Regions from separate parts of the Mus musculus genome. Here all the other regions are linked to region 4. The links are chromatin contacts, called in public promoter capture Hi-C maps. All regions are on one chromosome and are shown on one strand. The core of a region is the stretch at or near the end of the contact, and the rest is flanking DNA. Distances in the headings are between cores, read along the strand shown.

The links. Promoter capture Hi-C pulls out the DNA fragments that hold promoters and counts their contacts.
Region 1: a contact with region 4 is called in a promoter capture Hi-C map of pre-B cells. The contact joins the promoter of Coq3 here to the promoter of Cpne3 in region 4. A contact is called at or near these places in 6 of 39 promoter capture datasets (the C10 cell line, hippocampal neurons, liver and 2 more), 3 of 115 datasets of contacts at active chromatin or transcription factors (astrocytes, embryonic stem cells and large pre-B cells) and 1 of 9 other capture datasets (adipose tissue).
Region 2: a promoter capture Hi-C map of pre-B cells shows a contact between it and region 4. The contact joins the enhancer-like site here to the promoter of Cpne3 in region 4. A contact is called at or near these places in 7 of 39 promoter capture datasets (the C10 cell line, cranial neural crest, embryonic stem cells and 4 more), 2 of 484 Hi-C or Micro-C datasets (CD4 T cells and muscle stem cells), 2 of 115 datasets of contacts at active chromatin or transcription factors (astrocytes and large pre-B cells) and 2 of 9 other capture datasets (liver and macrophages).
Region 3: a contact with region 4 is called in a promoter capture Hi-C map of pre-B cells, with 12 times the contacts expected there. The contact joins the promoter of Usp45 here to the promoter of Cpne3 in region 4. A contact is called at or near these places in 10 of 39 promoter capture datasets (the 3T3-L1 cell line, 3T3-L1-derived adipocytes, the C10 cell line and 6 more), 5 of 484 Hi-C or Micro-C datasets (CD4 T cells, CD8 T cells, muscle stem cells and 1 more), 4 of 115 datasets of contacts at active chromatin or transcription factors (astrocytes, embryonic stem cells, forebrain and 1 more) and 3 of 9 other capture datasets (adipose tissue, liver and macrophages).
Region 5: a contact with region 4 is called in a promoter capture Hi-C map of pre-B cells, with 4 times the contacts expected there. The contact joins the promoter of Ccnc here to the promoter of Cpne3 in region 4. A contact is called at or near these places in 5 of 39 promoter capture datasets (3T3-L1-derived adipocytes, the C10 cell line, cranial neural crest and 2 more), 4 of 484 Hi-C or Micro-C datasets (CD4 T cells, natural killer cells and pre-B cells), 6 of 115 datasets of contacts at active chromatin or transcription factors (astrocytes, embryonic forebrain, embryonic stem cells and 2 more) and 2 of 9 other capture datasets (adipose tissue and liver).
Region 6: a promoter capture Hi-C map of pre-B cells shows a contact between it and region 4, with 6 times the contacts expected there. The contact joins the promoter of Pnisr here to the promoter of Cpne3 in region 4. A contact is called at or near these places in 8 of 39 promoter capture datasets (the 3T3-L1 cell line, the C10 cell line, cranial neural crest and 5 more), 8 of 484 Hi-C or Micro-C datasets (CD4 T cells, CD8 T cells, LSK cells and 4 more), 6 of 115 datasets of contacts at active chromatin or transcription factors (astrocytes, embryonic forebrain, forebrain and 3 more) and 3 of 9 other capture datasets (adipose tissue, liver and macrophages).

Annotation. Positions count from the first base shown.
Region 1 is chr4:21,878,201-21,881,155 of GRCm38.p6, forward strand. It overlaps Coq3 (coenzyme Q3 methyltransferase), which reads left to right and starts at 1,446. Exons shown (of 7, transcript NM_172687.2): 1 at 1,446-1,596. The coding sequence starts at 1,488.
Region 2 is chr4:21,753,271-21,756,675 of GRCm38.p6, forward strand. It overlaps a transcript of Ccnc not described here. Among named protein-coding and RNA genes, the nearest start is that of Tstd3, 12 kb to the right of the region's middle. Within about 2 kb of position 2,086, at least 99 of the 459 cell types and tissues checked have an H3K27ac peak or open chromatin away from gene starts, as enhancers often do. A contact at or near this core is called in embryonic stem cells and pre-B cells, where this site is marked.
Region 3 is chr4:21,774,399-21,777,564 of GRCm38.p6, forward strand. Usp45 (ubiquitin specific petidase 45) reads left to right here and starts at 1,872. Exons shown (of 18, transcript NM_152825.2): 1 at 1,872-1,919.
Region 4 is chr4:19,568,657-19,571,600 of GRCm38.p6, forward strand. Cpne3 (copine III) reads right to left here and starts at 1,452. Exons shown (of 16, transcript NM_027769.3): 1 at 1,345-1,452.
Region 5 is chr4:21,725,730-21,728,988 of GRCm38.p6, forward strand. Ccnc (cyclin C) reads left to right here and starts at 1,972. Exons shown (of 12, transcript NM_016746.4): 1 at 1,972-2,186. The coding sequence starts at 2,155.
Region 6 is chr4:21,846,634-21,849,961 of GRCm38.p6, forward strand. Pnisr (PNN interacting serine/arginine-rich) reads left to right here and starts at 1,415. Exons shown (of 11, transcript NM_001369189.1): 1 at 1,415-1,506. 4930528A17Rik (RIKEN cDNA 4930528A17 gene) reads right to left here and starts at 1,815. Exons shown (of 1, transcript NR_028384.1): 1 at 1-1,815.

The DNA.
Region 1 (2,955 bases), core at 196-2,695, 2.3 Mb after region 4:
CACATTGCAAATGTTAAATGGGTGTTGAGTTTTCTAAAATATGTATGAGCTAGTTTACAGCTTGTTCATAAGTAAGACTGGAGTTACTCTGGAACTTTCCTACAGTAATGGCTACATACTGCATTACAGTCACCACAATTTTATTTCTGACACAGCTCAACTGAACTTACAGAAAAGCGTTTTGTTGCTGCGTGGGGGGATTTAGAGGGTTCTTTGCTTCCTACCAGTATTTAAGCATATCACTTCCTGCCTTTGCTGAAGCGAGACTGGGATGGCTATGGAGCTGTGTGGTGTACACTTAATGTTAAGTACAGTCCATGCACAGAAGTCCTTAAGAGTGTTAACCATGATTTTCCGTGGGTCTGTCAATCCAGCAAAAACATGACACTTCAACTTGTGTATAAAACTTTCCACCTTCATTTGGAGAAATGGCCATATACCTCCAAACACAGGGACCTCTGACAGTGATAGAGCAGCTGGTTTTCATACAGCTTATGAGGTTAGTATTTTAGCTCAGAGGATGAGAGCTTAGTAAGTTTCCCCGATTTAAAGGACAGCACTGCCTGCTGAAATGTAGAATGACGCCCTAAATTTTAGGAGTTTACCCTTCTTTTTATGAGGGCATTATTTTTTATTTTGTTGTTTGTTTTTTAACCGTTCCTGGTTTGCTTTTAGTTGCTGGGATAAAACACTGACTAAAAGCAACTCTAGGAAGGGTTTCTTTCTCTTTGGCTTAGAGATCCTAATCAATCATTGAGGGAAGTCTGGGCGAGATCCATAAATGCAAGCTTCAGATACAACCCAGTTCCACTTTCCAAAGGGCTGAACATCAATCAAGAAAACGCCGCCCCACAAACACGCAGTTCAGTCTAATGAAGGCAATTCAGGAGAGGGTCCCTGTTTCCTGGTGAATCAAATTAATGTCAAGTTGACAAAAAAAAAAAAAAAAAAAAAAACTAGTATGAACTTCATATTAGATTCATACTAGAATCTTTCATACTGCTCCGTTTCTACTTCCAATAAACGTCTAAACTGAGTGTAAGGAGTTTTCTGCTACATACGGTGTATCCTGAACAGAATAAAGGGTCAGTTTCAAAGAATGTACTTTAGATGTGGACTTCTGTTCTCTGTGATTACTTGAGCGCATTGAAAGAGAATGGGTTTCTCGGAAAAAGCATTTCCGTACTTGATTTTAAGCATTAGAGTCGGTTTTCCAAGACTGAGGAGATAGCTCGTAAATACGAAAACAGCACGGCGTGACTCGTAGGACGAGAAGGTAGGTAGGTCTTCGTGGCCTTTTATTAGGAACATCTCTTTATTTCATTGCAGACATAATTTGATAGAGGAGCTCGAGTTAACGGTGACCACAAATTCACATTAACTAATGCAAATGCAAAAGCCGGCATCCGCGAGTGTAGGAGGCGGAACCCTTCCGCTGGGGATTTGTTGTGAGGAGGGACCGGAAAAGGAGTAGGATTCTAGTCGCGATGTGGAGAGGTGGAAGGCTGGGCTCTCGTGGGGTTCGTCTCCTGGAAACGCTAGGGTTTGGGTGCCCCAGCGCGGTCGCCCAGCCTCCTCGCCTAACTTCACGGTCGGGTGAGTGTCGCCGGCGCGGAGGTTCTTCCGCACGCCTCGGGTGCCGGGGCGGCTCTGCGCAAGCGCGGCAGAGAGCGGTGGGCTGTCCGGCTCCGTGGGGTCTGGTTAAAAGCAGCGCCGCGCTGCCCCGTCCTCATCCCTGGTGACCTCCGGGACCTGGTGTTGCTCTCTCCAGCGGCTACAACCCTCCAGGTCTGAGAAGCCAGGGGAAAAAGGCTGAGGACTAAGGATCTGGGCCTCGGAGAGCGTGTCTCTTGTGCCGCCGCCGCCGGGTAGCCCACGACCTTTGCCCTATTTTATTTGCGTTCTATGAGCTTGTGGCCCGGGAGCCGCCATTCAACTTGCTGGATCCTGGAGGTGGTTCTTGCTTTCCAAACCAAACCAAGAAAGACACACGGGGAACGTCCTAGCGCTGCCTCACTACTTTATTGCTCACCATCTTACCGTCCCCGCCAAAGAATTTAAGGCATTTATGCTCTTGTTTGGCAAATAAAGTAAAGAGCTAACTGCATTTGGTGCTATAGATTTTTAAACGCAAGTAGTACGCAGATAATTAGGTTCAACCTTTACAAGAAAATGACCAGGCCGGGCGTGGTGGCACACGCCTTTAATCCCAGCACTCAGGAGGCAGAGGCAGGCGGATTTCTGAGTTCGAGGCCAGCCTGGTCTACAGAGTGAGTTCCAAGACAGCCAGGGCTACACAGAGAAACCTTGTCTCGAAAAACAAAAACAAAAACAAAAAAAAAAACAAAAAAAAAAAAGAAAAAAAAAGAAAAGAAAATGACCACTATATGGTAGAGATTGGTATGGTTGGGAATTTTAATATGACAGTAACAGCAATAATACCTATTTAAATACTACTGAAAAAAATAATTATAATTTTTAAGAGAGCAAGATATAAATAAATATTAATGAACTTGGAGATCTAGATGGAATTACGATTCCAACTTTAATTTTCTGGAGAGATGATTTTATACTCTTCTATTGTCTTTTATAAGATTTTATTGTCTTTATATACATTTATACTCTTTTATTGTTTAAACTTTGTCTTCCAGAACAATCCGAGTCATTGTTCCAGAGATCCAGAACATCTCTGGTCCATTTTTTAGAAACCTTTTAATGTGTGTCTCATACATCAGAAGACCCACCTGCCTCGGCCTCCCAAGCTGTTGTGATTGGCATGTTCTTCCCTTACGTATAGTCACCTCCTCCGTGCCTTTGCCAGCTCTGCTGACATGATGCCATTGCTCTAATTTGTACTTGTCTCACCACATCTTCATGTCACTGCCAGTCTTTTCTGGTATGGGCATGGGTATGGGTGTTTGCTTGCATCTACAGCTGCAGACCACAGGCTGTGTG
Region 2 (3,405 bases), core at 836-3,335, 2.2 Mb after region 4:
GTTACTCTTACAGAAGACCCAGGGTTCAGTTGCTAACACCTGCATGGCAGCTGACAACCATCTATAATAAAAGTTCCAGGAGATTCAGCTCCTTTCTCTGGCATCTATGGTATTGCATACATGTGTGAACTACCAAGTGCAGGAGAAACAGTCTCATAAAAATATACAAACTATTTTAAAACTACAAAACTGCCAATAGATTAGGTGCTAAACCTGTATCCATTAAGTGTTATGACACATACATACTAAAAAGCAAAATACATTCTCACAGAACTGAAGACCTCGTGGAAATCATAAGGTAGGCGGAGAAGACAAGAATGAAGGGAAGCTGAGACGGTTGATCAATTCAGAGTTTCGTCCACTGTTGTCACATTTCCCTTCTACCCATGATCCCTTGTAATCTCTTCATTATCAAAGTGATCTCCCATGATGGGGATAAAACAGCTACCCTAAAGATAAGTCCTATGTCATTTTGAGAGCTCTGACACTATGTTAGGAATGTATTTAATATCAGGATAAAAGTGGTAGCCCTTGGGGGAGGTGGCTGGGGTAAAAGGAGCTTGAGTTCAAGGGCACCTGAGACCATGTATGGAGAAACAGGTAGGGGCTCCACAGTAGAAAACAAGAGCGTCAGACTCTCAAAGGTCTTAACCTTGTTGTAAGTGTGGCCAAGAGCAAGCCATGTAACGGGGGTTTCGGGACGCTGGCGGTGGGCAGCAGGGTATTGCTGACTCATCTTGTGAAACAGATAAGATTACAGGGTAAGGATCTTCCCAAGGGAAGTAAAACCCTTGATGTCTGGACCAGAACTTGCTCCCCGGGATAGAACTGTTACTGTCCCGTGTCTCATGTCTGAAAGGAAGGAATGAAGAGAGGAAGAAAGGAAGGAAGGAAGGAAGGAAGGAAGGAAGGAAGGAAGGAAGGAAGGAAGGAAGGAGAGAGAGAGAGAGGGAGGGAGGGAGAGAGAGAAAGAAAGAAAGAAAGAAAGAAAGAAAGAAAGAAAGAAAGAAAGAAAGAAAGAAAGAAAGAAAGAAAGAAAGAAAGAAAGAAAGGAAGGGCGGGGAGCATGACTGCTTCTAAGTATGGTGGAGGGGAAAGTTTATTATAGATATGTAGGAGGCCATAGTCGGAGGCAGACATATTTGGGAAAGTCCAGACTCTATGGGAAGTAGGTGGATGGGACACACACCTAGTACAGTGGCCAGAAGGCCAAAAGTACATAAGAGGAGTGGGTAACCAAACTGGATTATATAAGGAAGAGTCTCTAAGGGAATGGCAGCCTGGGCCCTGGGCTGGAGATTTCAGGGTAGACTGTGGAGTATGCCCGCCTTATCCTGTAACAGGTAGGGATTGAGGGCTGCTGGGAGAACTTGTAGGCCGAGTCTACTTTGATATGTTAAACAGGCACCTTGGAGACAGGTCCTGAGTTTGAAACTTAACACAGATGACTGTCAAAATAGTAGGCTCTGCAGCCGGGGCGGTGGTGGTGCATGCCTTTGATCCTAGCACTTGGGAGGCAGAGGCAGAGGCAGGTGGATTTCTGAGTTCGAGGCCAGCCTGGTCTACAGAGTGAGTTCCAGGACAGCCAGGGCTACACAGAGAAACCCTGTCTCGAAAAACTGAAGAGAAAAAAAAAAAAAAAAAAAAGTTTAACATCTGTTGGATGTTTGCTAACTTTTGTTATATTTGGTTACCAGGAATCAAACCAGGGTCTTGTATATCCTAGCAAATTTTTGCTATCACTAAACTACGTAGCTACCCCTTTTTACTTTTTGAGACAGGTTCTCATTAATTTGCCTAGGTTGCCTTTGAACTCACAATCCTTCTGCCCCAGCCTCTAGAGTAGCTGAGGTCACAGGCATGCTCCAATGAGCCTGCCTGGCCTAGTTACTCCGTTTTAAATTCTAGAATCTCTATTTGAAACTTCCTGTCTTTTGATATAGTTCCCCTTAATTAAGTCATCAACTTACTGAATGTATTTTAGTTACTTTACTTTTTTTAGTCACAGTTACTAGGGTGATTTCAGTAGGAGTGGCCTCCATAGACTTCTGTGTTTGAATGCTTGACCCATAGGGTGTGGCACTCTTAGGCGGTGTGGCCCTGTTGAGGTAGGTGTGGCCTTGTTGGAGGAAGTGTGTCATTGGGAGTATAGTGTTTGAGGTCTCAGAAGCTAATGCCCAGGCCCCATGGCCCAAAGTCTTTCCCTGCTGGGAATCAAGATGTAGAACTCTCATAGCAACATCTAGGCAGACATGGGGCCGGAGGAGCTGAGAGAGTTCCACCTCTTGTTCCCAAGGCAACTAGGAGATGATTGGCTTCCAGGCAGCTAGGACAAGAGTCTTAAAGCCCACGACCACAAAGACACACTTCCTCCAACAAGGCCACACCTACTCCAACAAAACTGCATGTCCTAATAGTGCCACTCCCTGGGCCAAGCATATTCAAACTACCATCCTGTCTGTCTTCAGATCAAGATGTAGAACTCTCTTAGCTCCTTTCCAGCAGCATGTCTGCCTGTGAGCCATGATGTTTCCTGCCATGACAATAATGAACTAAACCTCTGAACTGTAAGCCAGCCCCAGTTAAATATTTTCCTTTATAAGAATAGTTGTGGTCATGGTGTTATTTCACAGAAATAGAAAATCAAACTAGGACAACAGTTACTTTAATCCTTGTGTCTGAAAGTCCAATATATAAACCCCCTCTGGCTCTCTTCTATTTTCCTCTGAGGTAAGGCCTCATATAGCTCAAGCTGGCCTTTTATTCTCTGTGTAACGGAGGACCTTGACTCCTCCTGCCTTCACCTCCCAAATGTCAGAGTTATAAGAATATAACACCATACCAGGCTCCTTTTTTCCTGCTACTTTTCCTTTTTTTTTTTTTTTGATTTATTTATTATATGTAAGTACACTGTAGCTGTCTTCAGACACTCCAGAAAAGGGCATCAGATCTCATTACAGATGGTTGTGAGCCATCATGTGGTTGCTGGGATTCAAACTCAGGACCTTCAGAAGAGCTGTCGGCGCTCCTAACCGCTGAGCCATCTCTCTAGCCTCTTCCTGCTACTTTTCAATTATAAGATACTATTTCCTGCTGGTGGCCCACACCTTGAATCCCAGCATTTGGGAAGCAGAGGCAGGCAGTCTCTGAATTTGAAGCCAGCCTGGTGTATGTATGCGTTCCAGGCCAGCTACAGCTACACAGTAAGACAGTGTCTCCAAACAAAAACAAACCAAAAGAGATCCTGACTCCTGTTGTGCCTAGCAAGTTTTGATACAAGTCTGGACATTACATATGAAAACTTGAGATAGCCTTTGGCTCTCATTCACCTGTAGGATAACCGCAAACTGTATTCTATAGGCAATATCTGGTTTGTCACCTGCTTTTTGGCCTGGCCTTAAGAAT
Region 3 (3,166 bases), core at 622-3,121, 2.2 Mb after region 4:
GATTAATTGATGAATTCTTGAATTTCTTTTTATTAAGAGAATCTAAATTTTAATTTTAAAATTCTGCCCTTTTTCCTTTAACTGTAAGTTGAGTCTTTTGTTTTCTATTTTTAAAAATTAAAAAAAAATTTCTTTTCTTCTGTTATTTTTTCCATGAGTTTTAATATATACTTTTTAAAAAGACCTATTTCTGACACAATTTAGGCTGGGCAATGGTGGTGCATGCCTTTAATCCCTGCACTTAGGAGGCAGAGGCAGGTGGATTTCTGCGTTTGAGGCCAGCCTGGTCTACAGAGTGAGTTCCAAGACAGCCAGGGCTATACAGAGAAACCCACAGTCATCTATAAGAAGGAACACAGGGGCCCCAGTGGAGAAGCTAGAGAAAGCACCAAAGGAGCTGAAGGGGTCTGCAACCCTATAGGTGGAACAACAATATCAACTAAACAGTACCCCCAGAGCTCATGTCTCTAGCTGCATATGTAGCAGAAGATGACCTAGTCGGCCATCACTGGGAATAGAGGCCCCTTGGTATTGCAAACTTTATATGCCCCAGTACAATGGTATGCCAGGGCCAAGAAGTGGGAGTGGGTGGGTAGAGGAGCAGGGCGGGGTGGGGGGTATAGGGAACTTTCCGGATAGCATTTGAAATTTGAAATATATATAAAGAAAAGATCTAATAAAAAAAAAAAGAAAGAAAAACCAGAAAAAAACAAAAAACAAAAACCTGACACAATTTAGGATGCAAATTTTTGCATCTTTTACATAGTCTATTTCAAATTCAATACTAACATATGAAACTTGATATTTATACAGACAAATTTGAAATTTGTATATAGACTTTGGAATTATATCATAACCCAAACTGTTCTTACAGATGCAGCATTTCTTTTTTTCCCTGGAAGAAAATGACCTTCTAAAAGACAATTATGTACCCCATACCTAGTATCTTGACCAGCATGCTTGTATTCCACTGCATTTGTCTAATGAATGGTTCCTATAAACAACATAAAGGAAGAGTTCTCTCCTTTGCCAAGTTTCCCCATGGAAATGAATTAGATTTTTAAGTTAAAAAAAAAAAAAAAAGTGGAAACAACAAACCACAACAACAAACCCAGTCAGCTTTTGGTTCTTAACTGAACTCTTTTAAACTCCAACCCCAGCACACGATCCATTAGGTCACAACTTGTCCCTTGTGAAAGACTGTGGCTCATCAACTAGTGCTTGCAAGAAATTATTTTTTGTTTTTTAAATTTTTTTATTTTTTGTAACAGGAAGAGGGTATCGGATCCCATTACAGATGGTTCTGAGACACCATGTGGTTGCTGGGAATTGAACTGAGGATCTCAGGATGAGTAGTCAGTGTTCTTAACCACTGAGTCATCTCTCCAGCCCCACAACAAAATTTCAAACCAACTGTTTTTACTCAAAAGCAAGGTGTACATTGTTGTAACAGATGATCGGATTGAGCAGAATTACAGGTGTGATGTACAATCTAGTTCAGAAGTGAGAACCACGTGAAATAAAACGTTAAAATCATATAGAGTGAATCTCAGATGCGACTTTAGGTTCCGAGTTGGGTGATGGAACAAGGGAAGCTGTCTTAAAAGGCACCCAGCAAGTGGGACGCAGCTCACTAAAGCCAGCGCCTGCATCCAGGCCCCGTGGCTGGCACTGTAATCAGTTGGCTGCAGGGCGCCATCCCCTCATCCCATCTACACTCCTCCACCATGCTCCAACCTCCAAGCCGCCAAAGGAAAACCCAGATCTGGGTCTGGACTCAAAGTCCCGCCTTCGGCCCACCCAGAACACCAGACCCCGCCCTCGCCCCCGCCCAGGACGCCAAGCCCCGCCTTCTCCGGGTTCCCCTCTGCACAGGCGCAGAAGCTCCTGCGTGTGGAAGCTGCGGCCCGGCGGGCGGGGTGAGTTGGGGCCCAGGCTTTGGGGTCACTGTAACCACTGTGTCTTCGCTTGGGCGACGAGACCTTCCTGTACGTCAACCAGCCTAGAAAGAGAGGTTTCCTAGCCTACCCTCGCGTCCAGATTCACAAAGGCACCAGGCGGCCTCCCGGGCCGAGTGCTGGCGGCAGGGGGGAAGAGCCGGGGTCGGGGAGGGAGCCAGGCCGAGTCTCGTCTTTTTGGTGACCCGGGCATGCAGCGTCCGCTTGTCCCCTCGGGGTCTCCCCTCGCAGCACATCCCGCTCTGCTAACTTGGGGTGCATTCATGGCCTGACGAAGAGCCTAGACACAGCTTTTTGGCGACGCCAAATATTAGGTTAGGGGTCGATCCTATACCTGAGCCCACGTCCGGCTCCCGGACTTCTGCAAGTCACTTTACCTCTATCCAGTTCCAAGTGTAAATTAAGGATGATGATAGTGACGTATCTCAAAGTGCTTGTAAGAGGTTCATAGAATTGAGTGTTTTGAGCCCGGGTATCTAAAAGGAAGATGTTTGCATTTCCTCTTCTCACGCTGGAGAATAGCAGCCCAAAACTTAAAAAAAAATCAAAACAAAAACCAATTTGACAAGGGAAGCTTGTAGCCAGTTGAAAAGTGTGATATTAATTGCGTTAGCCGTACATCCTTTGTTAGAGGTAACGCAAGTGCTAGATAATATTTAAATTAAAAGCTGAAGTTGACGTCTCAGCAGGTCGCCAAACCTGATGGTTCAATCTCCTGGACCCACGAGGTGAAAGAGAGAAGCTACTCTGACCTCACTAATGCAAATCGAAACACTAAACACGTGCACAGCCATACATATAAAATACATCAATAGATTTATGTTTTAAAAGAAAGCTGTAACGTTTGATGTTTGCAAAACCTCAAAAAAAAAAAAAAAAAAGAAAGAAAGAAAAAGCCAGAACATGTTTGTGGTGAAGTCAGGCCTGAAACTTCTGTCCTTTGATGGCTCTGCCTGCAACATTGGCCCTTGTTTGGCATCTTAAAACTTGGAGTTTGGGCATGTTCTGATGTAGTAGTAATTGTTCTATACTCAGCATTATGTTTCATGCCAAAATGACCAGTTACCATACAGTTTCTGTGCTCCAAGTCTCTAATGGGTTCCCCTGAACCCAGATTCATGTTGCTGCTTAGTCCTTGTCTTACCCACCTGAAGAGAGAGACTTTATGGAAGTTATGGGCAAAGTACCCTTTTCCAGTCTAGTCGGGT
Region 4 (2,944 bases), core at 202-2,701:
GTCTCATTAAGAGAGCTTCTGCATGGTCCAATCTTGGAGATGAGGCACTAGATTTTCAGGCTCGAGTGGGGTGCATTTTTCAACTCATCAGCCAAAAGGGGCCGCCTTTTAAAAAATATTCTCAAAACAGAGGGGGCAGGGTGAGGGGGAGTGTTGAAAAGCAGATAGATTCTGAGAATCCACTGTTGTCACTACAACTACCATCATCATTTATCTTATCGTTATTTATGTATCAGACACTTCGATGAGTGATCTACAAACATTTTATTTAGCCCTCACCACTCTGACACATCAGTGCTATATCCATTTTACAAATGTAGAAACACACCATAAAGGGTTGGGCATCCCACCCAAAGGTTAGACAGATAACAAAACCTCAGAACATACTTGAAACTAGACAGATAGTCACTGCCTTTCTTGTGAAATAAGATTCACTTACTTTTGTAAATCGTAAAGTATTAAAAAAAAAGTACAGACCACAATCGAAACCTAATGCTACCACTTTCAGAGGTGCCAAGTTTCATAAATTAATTCCAGTTTCCTGAGGAGTGAAAAAGATAATAGTCGCATTTATGCTTGTTGTGAGCTAACTATATATAAAAATGGTCTTAACACAGAGGTTGTGGGTCACTGCAAACCACTGGTTATTTTAATCCTACTTCACCCTCTGATTATTGGCGGCCACAAACACAACAGAAAGAAACAAAAGCTGATCGCAGTCAAGTGCATTAGCGCCAACACTAACGGTCACTATGCTCTCAAGTTTCTGACTGCAAAACAAGTAAGTGGCACTGCCCTTCCTTCGCGTCGCGTGTGCAGTGAGCCCAAAGCCCTGGACACAGGTGCAGGAGCTTGCTAGGACTTCACCCAGGCCCAGCTTTGCACCGAATTCAGTAGCACCTTTTCCCTCAGCACGCAGCCTTTCCTCCACCGTTCCCCCACACGACCGGTTCGTCTGGTTCACCAATCTTTCCCCGCTGAGCGGGACCGAGATTTCGGGGCTGTAACCCTTCGCCCCACCCTGCCCTTCCACTCGAGGCCCGCGGATCCCCGGCAGGGTTCTTCAGGTGCGCGAGCCGCAGGCCCAGGAGGCGCTCGCGGCCCCCAGGCTGACCCCCAGCCCCGGACTTCCACGGGCCGCGGACCCAGCACGCGACACTCGGGAGTCCCCAGAGTGGGCACCGGAAACCCACGGAGCACTTCCAGCGCCCGGGGCCCGGAGGGACGGGCCATGGAAGCCTGAGGGCCCTAAGTCTTCCCGCCCGGGACCGGCCCGCTTCCCGGGAGGCTGCAGGCTTGGGCTGGGACACACGGCTCCGGAGCTGGGAAAAGTCACGCACTCACGTGCTATATCGCCGCAGAAGTCGAGTGAGGGTGGAGAGCCAGCGAGGAGCACCGCAAGGCGGCAGGACCGCAGGGGCTTTACTGGAACCTGAGGGCTGGACCGCGGAGGGGCGGGGCTCGTGGGCGGAGTCCCGGAGCGGAGGGGCGAGGGCGGAGCTTGTGGGCGGGACCAAGGTGAAGTTTTGCTTTTGATAGGGAGCTTGCTGCCCAACCCATTTCAACCCATTTTCACTCCCAGTTTTCTTTGCTGCGCCTCAACCCGCTGACCTTTTAAAGAATTCTTACAAAACCCGTAATTGACTTTAGGCAGTAAAATATCTGATCTGGTCTGGGGGGGAGGGGGGGGGGGCTCGGAAGTGAAGAGCACTTGTTGCTCTTGCAGAGTTCCCGGTTTGTAGCTCACAAACATCTAGCACATTCCAGAGGATCTGGCATTCTCTTCTGATCTCCCCAAGGCAGCAGGCAGGTGTGTGTGTATGTGTGTGTGTGTGTGTGTGTGTGTGTGTGTGTGTGTGTGTACAAACATGCAAGCAAAACATTCATACATGCAAAGCAAAACAAATAAACCTTAAAAAAATAAAGAAAGAAAACAGATCTGGACAAGGAAATAGTGTGAAATGCCAGCTCTTAAGCATCCTTCTGTAGAGCGTACACCTTCCCAGAGTAATTTTACATGCTTATTTTATTTAATATATATTTATTTTATTTGGTCGTCACAAAAGCTTTGTTATGTGTTTAGCGCCACGTGCCTTTTCATAAGAATGGTGCAAGAAAATACTGTGAAATGTGGTAGGTAAACAGTTGTTCAATTTGCCTAAAGTCATCAGATTATGCTAATCTCAAAATGCCTATGGTGATGGGTACTCAAAGTCACATCCTTCTATTGAATGAAAATTTAAAATATCTGCTGGAAAAAAATGGGATAAAAATCAACAAAGACAAACGAACAGTATTACAAAAGTTACTTCACTTACATTGGTGAGGGGAAAAAGGCGGGGGGGGGGGGGGACACTCAATAGAAAGGACTAAAGAATGGAATGTGATATGTAAGCTTCCAGAGGAGAAAGGTCATCTCAGTCTTACCCAGCAGTGAACCCTAGAGCGCCAGTGATGAGCAGCCTGGAAAGACATGCCCTTTGTGCAATAGTGGCAGGAATATCATGGAAATAACTCACCACTTTCTGATTGGATTTAAGTTCCACTCCACTCCACAAAATGAAATCCATACCTGGCACTATTATCGAGGCAAAAACAACAGCTAGGCAGGTCACAGACCCAGGGGAGAATCTACTATAAATATTCTGCTCAATGGACAGAGTATCAAGTCAGCTCCTAATGGCTTTTCGTTAAACTCATAGATTAATGCACCTCTCCGCTCTCATCAGAGCAGCTTCTGTTTGCAGCCGTGGTGAACAGAGTCCCGCAAATGTCCAAGGCACAGAGGGTGAGACTAAGGAAAGCATACCCCTAAATGGGATAGTTGCATCATGCCCCCTCCTTCCAAGACCCAGCAGTGATCATTAAAGAAGACAGAAAGCAAAGAATGTAAGAGCTAGAGTCTTCTGGGCAGTTTTAAATGTGAGCTCACTGCAACTTTGAC
Region 5 (3,259 bases), core at 722-3,221, 2.2 Mb after region 4:
ATGCAAGGCTGATAAAACAAAAGGAAAAGAGCAGAGAGAATTAAAGCAAATCTAAATCTCTATGATGCACAACTTGGGTGATGGTTGTGTCTTTAAAACACATTTTGAAAAATATGATCTGAGGGGCTGGAGAGATGGCTCAGCGGTTAAGAGCACTGACTGCTCTTCCAGAGATCCTGAGTTCAATTCCCAGCAACCACATGGTTGTTCACAACCATCTGTAATGGAACCTGATGCCCTCTTCTGGTGTGTCTGAAGACAGCTACAGTGTACTCATATAAATAAAATAAATAAATCTTTAAAAAAAAGAAAAAGAAAAATATGATCTGCCGGGCGTGGTGGCACACGCCTTTAATCCCAGCACTCGGGAGGCAAAGGCAGGCGGATTTCTGAGTTCCAGGCCAGCCTGGTCTACAAAGTGAGTTCCAGGACAACCAGGGCTATGCAGAGAAACCCTGTCTTGAAAAAACAAAACAAACAAACAAACAAACTGATCTGCAGTGAAACAAACAGTAATGTTCACAAATGTATTACATGCCTCTCAACATTTTTTAGGTACCTTGGCTATTAAGTTGGAGTCATTTGGGTATATTCTGGTCAGTGGGTCATGAAAATTGATTGGGTTGTTTCTATTTCAAGACTCTTAATACTAGTTATTAAAGAGCTCGCTTGAGTCATGTTCTGCCCAGAAAGATGTTGATCTTGGAAGCAAGGAACATTGAAATGAATAGTTGGGAGATAGAAACCCTCTAGTTCTCTGAAGATCTAGAGGGCAGCCAGGAAGAACTAGCCAGCTTTAGGAAATACCATGAGAATGAGACGAATTTTCAAGCTAAGTTGGGGGTATAACAATGTTATAACAATGAAGCCTAGTCTAGCTCATCCAAATTCAAGAATAAATGTATTTCACAGGTTAATTGTGTACGTGCCTAAGTGGGTGGAATTTAAAAACATCTTTTCTATAGTTGGCATACTAGTTTCACTTATAGAAATTGTTTTCACTCCATTCCACATCTCAATTAGACTCCACTCACAAAGGAAAAACATTGGTGCTATCTTCCTCGGAATTCTTGACTAATTTTCAGGTGTGCCCAATCATTTAGAGACATTTTTTAATTTAAATTAAAACTTAAAAGATTTAGATAGATCCTCACCTGTCCTAGGCTGGCCCAAAACAACGTATCTGAGGGTATTGAATACCCTTAGCTTGCAGGTGTATATAGTGCTGAGTATCACCCAGAGCTTCTGGGGCACCAGCAAGCATTTTACATCCTTGATTATCTACATCCCTTTTCCTCTTTTCCCCTAGATGGCGTCTCAGCATGAAGCAAGGACTGGCCTGAAACTCCTCATGTTCTTGACTCTGCCGCCGAAGTACAGTACGAAACGCGAACGCAAAGTTGCAATGATAACAGCAACATTTAAATATTATTTAATTGCATTTCTGCGGCATACCCATTTGGAACGTAAGTGTTAGCTAGATGTACATTTATATGCTCATGTTTTTAGGTAAACAAGTAGCCGGCTCTGACATAAAAAGATTGCTACTCTAAGTTAAGTCTACACTTAACTCGTTAGGCTTAATACCGACAGGAACTTTACTAAGAGCACTTACATCTTAAGGCCAAAATTACTTTCATTTATTTCTCCTTTCAGCCCTAGGGAAAAAGCAGTCATATACTGCCATGCTTTCTTCAACGCCAGTGTGCTATTTCTGAAGGCCTACACCGTGGATTAACAAGATCCCTAAATGGACCCAAAAGAAAACCGCACTAGACCAGAAACCCAGTGTGTGGACGCTCTGGAGGAGAATTGGCAGGAAACCTCGGGGAGAGCCTCTCGCCACCGGGAGCCTCCGCCCGTGTTTCCTTAGCTCCCGCCTCAACAAGCCCATTGGCGGTCGGGCGGTTGCTAGCTTCCTCCGCAACTAGGGCGGGCCGGAACTTTTGTCTGCCGGAACCGGTGTACGCCGCTCAGTGTTGTCGACCGGCGTCAAGGCGACGAGGGTGCTGTTCTCTTCCTCCGGCTGCGGTGGCTGTGGAGTTCAGCCCAGCCAGTCTGGTAGGAGCACAGTCGTCCGGACTGTGTCTATGGTCGCTCCGCGGGCCGCTTTGCTGGCTGGTGCATTTGTATCAGGGCAAGCAGTATTATTCCATGGCAGGGAACTTCTGGCAGAGCTCCCACTAGTAAGTGAGCTTCCATTTTCTCGCCTGGGGCCGGGGCTGGGGCACAGGAGGGCTGGGCCTGCCCATCCCTCGGGGTTTCCATCCTGGCCGCTGCGGGTGAGCCCTCCCTGGGAAGCCGGGGGTCCGAAACGTGATGCTGTCGTTTGCGAGCCTCCCCTCTTCTCACAGAGAGATTTCGGGAGCAGAGGGGAGGTGAGCTCGAAGGATGGGTAAGAGGTAAGGGGTTTGATCTCCGGGAAGGGAGTCGGAGGCGGTTTCATTTCAAATTTGGGGTTTGATTGGTGGGATGATGTGGGCACCGGCAAGGGAAAGAGTGACCCATTGTAGCTCTGTGAGGTTCCCTGCTTTGGATGGACATGGTTGGCTATTGCTAGCTAGCTTGTTTGTTTGTTTGTTTTTTCATAGCAGTGATATTATAATCTCTTGTCATTCGCCTTACTGTAGATTTAATATTTACTCAGAGGAGAGGAGTGAGTCGTGCTTGTTTCTACCTGCTGCTTCCTGGCCCAGCCTTATGCCTAGATTGACACCACTACCCCCATCCCCGAAGCAGTGTTTCTCACGTTGAGGGATGGCTGCCCTAAAACTCACAGGCTGGCATCGAACTTAATGAAATCTGCCTGCCTCTGCTTCTGCTTCTAAGTGTTGGAATTAAAGGCATGAGCCACCAATTGCAGGCTCCTAAATTGACTTTAATGCTTCTAGAATTTGCGAGCACAGGGGCTCTCAAAATATATCCATTTTCATTCATTAGCCAGTGTCTTATATTTTGCCTTAAAGTCGTGTATTTCCCAGATTTTGTCCTCTTCCTTTAACCACTTAAATCACTAAATTTTAATGTCTTTCAGTGACCATGGAAGGGCTAAAGTAATCTTAAAGATATTTGTCTCTAAATACATTTGGTTAAACATGCAGGAAGTTGTATGCTTGGGCTAAGCGTTGAGCAGGCTTTCCACTAAATACATAAAAAATGAACAGGACTAGATAGAGACATTTAGTTTAATTAAATTTTAGTGGGAAGAGAATAACAAAATTTTAATTCTGTGAATTGGTTTGCTTGTTTCCCTCTTTGC
Region 6 (3,328 bases), core at 165-2,664, 2.3 Mb after region 4:
TTATTGTGGAGCCACATTTGAATGTCCATGGCACAAGGAACACAGTTATGCCAAATTTCTTTTATAACACGGAAGTGGTTTCATGACATTTTATAGTTTTTAAAGAACAGACAGTCATAAACCAAGGCAGGCTTAAGATACATTGGTGTGTACATCACAGAAGCTACAGCAAGATGGGGACACTTTTTACATCGCTGCAGATGCTATCTGATAACATTCTTAGCTCTTGGGTTGGTGGAAACTGGGAGTCAGCTAAGTTAAAAAGTTCCAAAGGCTGGGGCAGTGGTTAATAGCGCTGGTACCAGAGTTCAATTCCTAGTACCCACATGGCAGCTTACAACTATCTGTAGTCCAGCAACAAGTGATTTGACACCCTCACACAGACATGCACGCAGGCAAAACACCAATACACATAAAATAAAAATAAATAAATCATTTTTTTAAAAGTTCTAAAAGGTTTTTAATCTATTAGTCACAGGATTTAGCTCTAATATGGGGAGGTTGGCAAAGACTGGCAATTCGTGGGTAAAGCTAGGGCCAGATTGGGTAATTAGCCTCTGGACTTGTAAAATTCCAACCTCTCCACATCACTGAAGCTCCAATCAATCTTTGCAGACACAGACTTTTTCCTGGAATTCTCCTTCATAACTCTTTTTAGTTACACTGACATTTCAAGAAAGTCATTTTCCAATATTTAGGTTAAGAATGCTGTGTTTCTTAGAATTTTTGTTTCCTTTTGTAATTAAACTCCTAGTCTGGAAAGTTGACATTTTAGATATATGAACATTGTTCACGCTAAACACCTTTTACCTCCTTTCGGGAGGCCATCTTGGAGTTTAGGTAAGGAAGGACCAGTGGAAACTCTGCTTCTCAGTTACTTTTCCTTAAAGAGTAGCTGAGCGAAGTTGAACTGAGTAAATGTTCCCACCAGGGGGCGCGATGCTAGGAGGTGAACAAGGAGACCTAGCAAACACCCTGCTTCCAGAACTCAGGCTCTGCGACTCAGGCCTGGCACAGTGAGTTCCAAGTTGGCAGGGTTTGACTTGCGGTCCTCTCCGTAGTCTGAAAGAGGCAAAGCGATTCAGCATCCTTCCCAAAGCGGAACTGATTCTTAGAACGCATTTGCTCTTCGAGGGTCTCCTGCCTAAAGTTTACTAAATTCCGTCCATTGTACCGGAACGTTAGGCTCGGCTTTGTGCTGGCTGTACAAATGAAAATGTGTCGGGTATGACACGGGCTTCACACACAAGAGGGTCCAACTCGAGGTGGGTTGGGTTTGCCCTCAACAAAAATGGCGCGGACTCGTCCCGTCGGTAAGATCACATGGTCGTAAGCCTGGCTGAGAATCAGTGTGACTTCAGCCGAAAAGCGGATGTTATTATCATTCACTTCCGGGTGAGAACCACCGGGCGCCATCTTGTCTTGTTCATGAAGAAGTAGAAGCATCGAAAGGTTGGAGAGAATTACAGGAACGGTGGCGACAGCGGTATTCCGGAACCGGAGCGGGTAAGCGACGAGCAGTTTACCCCGGGGGACCTGCCGGAGGACTAAAGTCCTCTGGGTCAGTGTGGCGAACGGAGCGGGACTCAGGCTGCGTACGCTGCTTGGCGCCACCGCCAGAACCTCATTCCGGAGAAGCTCCGGCGTCCGCCCGAGAGAGTGAGCGAGAGAGCCGCTGTCGCCCGAAGGGAACCGCCTTTGGCTAAGGAGAGGGCTCACGACCCATTCTTCGAACTAAGAGTTTCCTTTGAGAAGGCAAGGGACTAATTGTTGGGCGCCTGAGCGGCCGTTAAGCAGTGCGCGTGCGCAGTGGGAACCCTTGAGGGGCAGGGAGTGTGGAGGGGCGGAGGCGGCGGGGGCCGGGATCTGGAACTTCGACTCTGCGACTCGCACTACGCAGGCGCAACCGCTTTCTGCTGCGTCCTAGACAAGTATCATTTAGTTGCTTAGTTTTGGTGTTTTTACCCAGTGATGGGTATTATGTGTTAAGCATCACTGAGGAAACAAGTAGTATCCTATATTTCAGTTGTTTCGTAGTTTTGTGGATAATAGTGTCATCTTAACAAAACTGGGCACTGAGCAAATTTTGACTGTGCTTGATTAAATTAGCAGTCTTTAATACTTCATTTACCTTTTCTCTTCCTAACCCTAGATAAAACAAAAACAATCTTGGATTTTTTTTTTTTTTTGAGTACATCCAGCTAAAACCAAACCAGAACAGTAAAGACTTTATTTGTGGGGTGGTTTTCTAAAGCATCAGGGGAGACGTAATGAGTTCTCGGATATTCTTAAGACACACAATTTAAAACATAAGTAAGCTTTATATTTAAGGACTTTTTTGAGCCTCATTATATGATCCTGGCTGGCCTGGAACTCCTGCCTTCGCTCATGAATGCTGGAATTAAATGTATTCACTACCACATCAAGCCCTAGAACTTAATTTAATTATAGAAAAATTAAACAGCTAGTGTATAACCACGTGTTTTATTTTCTCAGTAACATATACTTCCATGACACGTTTTTTTGTTTTTTTTTACTATTAATGGAACAATGTTGTTACATTATTAATTGAGGGCATGCTCCTATTTCCTTAGTTAAAGAAAAAAATCATTTTTAAAAAAAGATAGTATTTTTCTGTGGAGATCCCCTGGAACTGAAGTTACAGATGGTTGTGAGTTGCCATGAGGTGCTGGCAACTGGAGGCAGGTCCTCTGCAAGAGCAGCCGGTGCTGTAGCTGCTGAGCCTTCTGGCCACCGTCTCTGTTCAATGAAAAATTACTACTTTATGTCTATGTGTCAGTCCTAGCTTTTGTTGTCCGGATTCTTCCACTTTTGACCATTGCTAAATCTTTCAGGTGTCTGCTGTTTCCCACCAGCTTCTATTTGATTGGTCGGTGTTTTGTTTCTTTGTTACTCTGTTGCAAAGACTGGCCTAGACCGCTCAGCGCCTTTCCTGCTTTAGCTTCTTACAATTGAGATTACCGACTCGGGCTACTATAGAACTTTATTTCAGTTTGGGGGAAGGAGCCCAGGCTAGCCACCAACTCAAGATCTTAACTGCTTTCACTTCTGAATCCCTTTAGTGTTAAGAATACAGAACTGCTAGGTACAAAGAGATTTAAAACATATTTCAATTCTCATCTTTTTGTCACAATCTGTAAATGAGTTTTGTAAATATTTGCGGTCATTATTTGAAGAAGTCATTTTGAAGTCAATTGAAGCGTTTTCCTTTTTTCCATTTAAGATTTATTTTTATTTCTCTGTGTGTGTGTGTGTGTAAACATGTGTATGCACGCATGCTTGCTCATGCCTGTGTTGAGTGTGTAAA